2 separate regions of the Sus scrofa genome follow, and region 1 is linked to region 2. Evidence: chromatin contacts called from public Hi-C data. All regions are on one chromosome and are shown on one strand. Each heading gives the region's core, a stretch centred on a gene start, on an enhancer-like site or on the middle of the called end of the contact. The rest is flanking DNA. Distances are from core to core; before and after follow the strand shown.

Evidence for each region. Hi-C and Micro-C count contacts between places; a contact is called where the count stands out from the background.
Region 1: a contact with region 2 is called in a Hi-C map of retroperitoneal adipose tissue, with 2.2 times the contacts expected there. The contact joins two enhancer-like sites. A contact is called at or near these places in 12 of 47 Hi-C or Micro-C datasets (alveolar macrophages, embryonic fibroblasts, fetal skeletal muscle and 8 more) and 1 of 2 datasets of contacts at active chromatin or transcription factors (skeletal muscle).

The regions. Positions count from the first base shown.
Region 1 is chr3:44,834,455-44,837,356 of Sscrofa11.1, reverse strand. The region is part of intron 1 of LOC106509733 (a long non-coding RNA gene); the gene reads right to left. Among named protein-coding and RNA genes, the nearest start is that of ANAPC1, 350 kb to the right of the region's middle. Within about 2 kb of position 1,501, at least 5 of the 83 cell types and tissues checked have an H3K27ac peak or open chromatin away from gene starts, as enhancers often do. A contact at or near this core is called in retroperitoneal adipose tissue, where this site is marked.
Region 2 is chr3:44,627,571-44,630,652 of Sscrofa11.1, reverse strand. No RefSeq gene overlaps it. Among named protein-coding and RNA genes, the nearest start is that of ANAPC1, 150 kb to the right of the region's middle. Within about 2 kb of position 1,397, at least 30 of the 83 cell types and tissues checked have an H3K27ac peak or open chromatin away from gene starts, as enhancers often do. A contact at or near this core is called in retroperitoneal adipose tissue, where this site is marked.

The sequences.
Region 1 (2,902 bases), core at 252-2,751, 210 kb before region 2:
CCTGACTAGGATCCATGAGGATGAGGGTTCAATCCCTGGCCTCGTTCAGTGGGTTAAGAATCCAGCATTGCCGTTAGCTGTGGTGTAGCTCACAGACGTGGCTCGGATCCTGCGTTGCTGTGCCTATGGTGTAGGCTGGCAGCTGTAGCTCTGACTTGACCCCTAGCCTGGGAACCTCCATATGCCGTGGATGCCACCCTAAAAAAAAAAAAGAAAGAAAAAAGAAAAAAAGAAAATTGCAGTCTGTGCCAAAGAGGGCAGCACAGGGTCAATGTCACTGAACCCCTCACTTCACGATGAATCTTTAAGGAACTGTGCAGAGAAGGAAGAGCTTGAACCTAAGTGGTTACACCCATACAGTTGGAAGGGCTCTGGCATGAAAGAAGCTGGGGCTCATGTCATAATTCAGCAGTTTAGGGGACCAAATAATGGCTCAGTGGATGCTAATGAATGTGTTAAATTATGGCCACACGTGCGCAAGGACATCATCTGTGCCCCAATGGGCTTGTGCCTGGCTGAGAGCTGCAGGGCCAGTGCCTGGCTTAGCCTCTTCCTCCCACTCAGCTCCTCTCCCCACTGCTTGTATGTTTCTTGTCAGTGATGGCTGGACACCACTGACTGCTTCTCTCAAAAAAGTCAAAAGGGTCAGGCATTCCCATTGTGGCTCAGCAGGTTAAAAACTTGACTGATACCTATGAGGATGCAGGTTTGAGACCTGGCCTTGATCAGTGGGTTATAAGCATCCAGCGTTGCAGCAATTGGCAGTGTAGGTCACAGACATGGCTGTGTGGCTGTGGCTGTGGCTGTGATGTTGGCCTGCAGCTGCAGCTCTGATTTCAACCCCTCGTCTGGAAACTTCCATATGCTGCAGGTTGGGCCCTAAGGGAAAAAAAAAAAAAAAAGTTAAAACACTCTTGGGGAATTTGTAGAAGGACAGAGAAAGGAGCCACGCCTGAGGTTTCCTTAGGCCAATCTGGTTAGTCCCTGAAGAGGTTTTACACAAACAAAACTAAGGATGCCTATCCCCAAGTTCATCATCAGATTCCATAAGCAAAGAATTGGCTGTGTGCTTCTCAGCTGAGGCCCCACCCCTCCAAAAAGCTGCAGATGTCAGGCACCCATCCCCCCGATCAAGACCCTCACTCCGCACCCTTGAGGCCCTGAGAGTCACTTGGGGTTTTATCCCCCAGAGATGGGGACACTGAGGCTTGCGCTTGTGGCCACTAGTAGTAGAGGCTTGGGACCCCCATCTGCCCAGCCCACAGCCCCTGGCTAAGGGGTTCTCCACCTGATAGGGCCACCCACCCTCTGGGGACCAGCTGAGGGGGCACACACTGTCCAACCCACCACCTGCACCCCAGAGCCACATCCCTCTTCGTGGTGATGGCCTGACTGTCAAAACCGCCCAGATTAGGAAAACAAGCTCTAAGTCTGTGCCGTCCAACAGAGTAACCACGAGCCACATTTGGCTTTGTGCACTTACATTTAAATTCACTGAAATGAAAAAAAAAATTTTTTTAATTTGGACCCTGAGTCACTAGCCATGTGTGGGTGTGGCTCCCTGTTGGACAATGTGGTTGGAGGGCTAAGGATGCCACAGAAGACACTGTGTGACTTCCACAGGTCCCTCCTGCCCCCCAGGCATGTTCTGCTTTTTCTGGTATCACAGCTCTTTCTGGCCCCTCAGGCCCAGACAGAGGTGCAGGTTAGAAGAGGCCCAGCAGCCGGCAGCAGGCAGGACAGGGCATAGAGGGGCCCCACTGGACACTGCTGAGGGCAGCTGCAGAGGCTGGGCACTCACACCAAGGCCGCAGGAAGAGTGGCACATCTCTAGTAGGAAGCCGTGGTCAGGGGACTGACCCCTGGCTCATGTGGATGACAATGGGCTGGAGCAGGGCCCTAAGGAGCTTTGGGGCCTTGCCTCTGCCAAGTTTCCAGAGCTGAAGCAGCAGTGGTGGTGGCCACCTGAGGCAGTGGCCTCCCTGGTTTTCTGGCACCATGTCACCCCTGAGATTGTTTGATGACACCAGAACCAACAAGGATCCCTAATAATGACTGCACTTGAATTCCCCAGCTGCTGGGCTGAGGGGCCAAAGCAGAGACAGGGTGAGCCTGGAACAGATTTCATATAATTTAGAGATTTAGGGAATAAAGGAGTGTTCTAGTTTTGATACCTTAGCTTTGTAGACCGAAACCCATGCCCACTGAACAAATCAATTGAGCAAGTAGAGCCATTACAGGAGGAGGAGGAGAGGAGAGTAGCTGCATCCACTCTGAGAGTCCTTCTCTGAAAACCTACACCATCATCTCCAAACCTGACTGGAGGCTCACCAGCAACACACAATAGGCCAGACCTGCCTGCCATCCTCAGAGGCACTGCTGTGGGTCACCCACAGTCCAGGAGATCAGCCACAGTCCAGGGGAGTAGCCACAGTCCAAGGGATCAGCCAGAGACCAGAGGATCACCCACAGTCCAGGGCAGGAGGTCACCATGCCGAGGCCCTCCCAGGGTCTACTTGGGCATCGTATACATGAGAGACAAGGCCTGGGGCCCATAATACTCTTAAAATGTTTTAGTTTATTTTCAAATTAAAAGAAGAAGCTGAGTATATTGAAAATAAATATATACTAATAAACCCAGTCTGGGTATCATGCATCTTTGTACCAAGACAGTCACTGTATGTTTTGTGGGGGGGTAGTTTTTGTCCTCAGGAAGGGGCCATGAGAACAGAACACATGAGGTTCATGAAGTTACTCTGCAGCCCTGAGCCTCTGACTGCTAAACCTGAAACACAAAAGGCAGCTCCATGCAGAAGGGACTCTGACATCCTGACAAACCCTCTTAGTTGAGCTACAGATTGAATTTCAGCAGTGATTTCTCCCACCTCCCTCTATCATGCAG
Region 2 (3,082 bases), core at 148-2,647:
AAGTTATAAGCTTCCATTTGATAAAAAGCCATTATCGATGAACAACCCATTATATATCAGCCAGCAAATGTCTTAAACCTTTCAATGCTCAATGAATGATGGGATTTTGGTTTTTAATAATAAAACTGGAATTCTCCTGCACTTGAATGAGTCGTACCTGCCTCTGGGCAGCGTGGCCGTTGGCTGACTTGCAGAAACAGCAGAAATCTGGGCAGAGCCTTCACTTGGAAATCCGAGCCCTTCTGAAGTCCAAACCCCAGTCGAGCTCTTATGAAGTCCAAACCCCAGTTTAACCAGAGGGTGGCACTTACTGTGAAGGGACTTATCCCTGACCAGGCAGGGGGTGACAGAGAGGCCCTGGTGGCCTAGCAGTTAAGGATTCAGCATTGTTACTGCAGTGGCTCAGGTTCAGTCTGTGGCCTGGGAACTTCTGCATACTATGGGCGTGGCAAAAAAATAAAAAATAAAAATAGAACTGTTGCATAATTCAGCCATCCCACTTGTGAGTACATACCCAAAAGAACTGAAAGGGGGTCTCAAAGACATATTTGTCCACCCTTGTTCATAGCAGCATTACTCACAATACCAAAAGGTGGAAGCAATCCAAGTATCCAACAACAGAGGAATGGATAAACAAAATGTTGGCTATACATACAATGGAATATCATTTACCCTTAAAGGGAAGGAAATTCTGACACCTGCTACAACATGGGTGAACCTTGAGGATGTTATGCTCAGTGAAACAAGCCAGATACACAAAGGAAAACTACTATGTGATTCCACTTATATGAGGTATTTAGAGTAATCAAATTCATAGGGATAGAAAGTGGTGTGATGATTTGCAGGGAAAGGGCAATGAGGAGTTAGCGGGTTTTTTGGGTTTGGTTTTGTCTTTTTAGGGCTGCACCCATGACATATGAAGATTCCCAGGCTAGGGGTCGAATCGGAGCTGTAGCTGCCAACCTATACCACAGCCATAGCAACACAGGATCCAAGCCACGTCTGCGACCTACACCACAGCTCACAGAAACGGAAGTTAGTGTTTAATGGACATAGTGTTTCCATCTTACAAGAGGAAAACTTATGGAGATGGATGGTGGTGATGGCCACACCATATGAATGTATTAAATACCACTGAATATACACCTAAAATGGCTAAGATGTAAATTTTATGTTGTATATTTTGCCACAATTTTTTAACTTGCCACAGATGTTAAAAGCACCCAATCCTTACTGCCCCATCTCTGACTAGATCACACTTTGTTTTGCTGTGATGTGTCTGCTCTTCAGCTCCACATCCATCTGGTGCCAATTTTATTAATGGCAGAGTGAGATCAGATCAACTTTCCTCCAGGGAAAGAACAAACCCAAGAAACAGGCAACTTGCCAGGACAAAAGAATAGGAAAATAAGCCACCATTGGTTCAGAAGGTGCTGGCTCGGCCCTGTAGCCGGGACCTTCTGAAATCTACCATTTGGGGGAAGGGGGAGGGGGTAGGATGGAAGGAGAACCAGGTTACAATCCAAAAAATGTATGATCACTGTCCTTCCGGGTTCTAAATGTTTCTTTCGATGAGTCACAAAGGTTAGCTGAGAGGCTCTTAAATTAAAAACCCACAGGGTTTTCCTTTTATAGACTGTCCTCAGGAGACCTCTCACTGCATGTTCCCTCTGTCCTCAGCCCCAACTGGCAGCTGCTCTAAGCATGCATGTTTACAGAAATACCAGTAGTTATTGCATGTTCCCTTCCATGTGATTAAGCATTGCCATAAAGCCTGGGCTGGATTAGAAATAGATCTTTCCCTTCTGAGAAAGGCTGAGTGGGGCAAAGCCGGCAGCCATGGTGTGTGTCTTGTGCCACCTACTGGCCACTCATGGGATCACATAGAAAACGCCCAAAGGGTGGACAGGGCTTGGCATATTATGGTGGTCTGTCCTAAAGAGAAAGAAGAGAAAACACAGTCTGATCTCACTGCTGCTCATGGCATTTCAGCATTTGGGTTTTGTTTTTGGGGTTTTTTTTTTTTTTTTTTTTTGCTGCCCCCATGGCATGTGGAGGGTGGAGGTTCCCAGGCCAGGAATCAAACCCACACCACAGCAGCAACCTGAGCCACTGCAAAGGCAATGCCAGATCCTTGATCCACTGCACCACCACCAGAAAACTCCCGTCTCACCATATTTAAAAGCATGTCTTACTCCAAAGGAGAGCAGCCTCCTGTCTACTGTGAGGCTGGGTAGCATTGCCTCCTCATCACATGATTGATTTGACAAGAGCAGGGAGCTTAATGTATGGTCAGCCTGCAAGGGCAGCTGGGAGTGAAATCCAGATTTTGAGAGAGAATCAATTACTTGTTTTAGGTCTCCTTATCCTCAGATTTTTCTTGGAGGCCACAGCCTGCCTGCTGCAAAGATTAAAAATAACACCCCCATTAAAAAAATGAAAAAATAATAATACCCACATATCTCTATTTAGCACTTTTGTCTTTCTAAGCTCTCTGGTAGCTGTTTTCCTGTCATATCTCTGTTGCTAACCCTGAAACAGAGGGTTTGGGCTGTTTCCCCCAAAGTCTGAAGCAGAATCGGGACAGAAATTCCATGTGCTGACACCCTTGTCATATACACCCTTGGGACTGAGCCACCTGAAAGAAAGAAGCTGGGATTCAAAGGAAGTTGGAAGCTGGGACTAATAAAAAGTTCTTGTGAATGGTCCCCATCCTGATAATTTCCTTTCTCTTTGACTTTAAAACAAATCTGGGAGCTCAGCATGTTAAGAACCCAACATAGTGTCCAAAAGGATGTAGTTTTGATCCCTGGCCTTGCCTGATGGGTTAAGTATCCGGCATTGCTGCAAGCTGAAGCATAGGTCATAGACGCTACACGGATCTGATGTTGCTGTGGCTGTGGTGCAGGCTGGCAGCTGCAACTCTGATTCAGCCCCTTGCCTGGGAACTTCCATATGCCACAGGTGCGTACCTAAAAAAAAAAAAAAAAAAAGTGTTTCCAGCTGGTGCCTGATGGGGGAAAGGAGGTACTGGGAGGAGGACAAAGGCTTGAGATGGTGGCTTGAATGGAGTGGAGTAAAC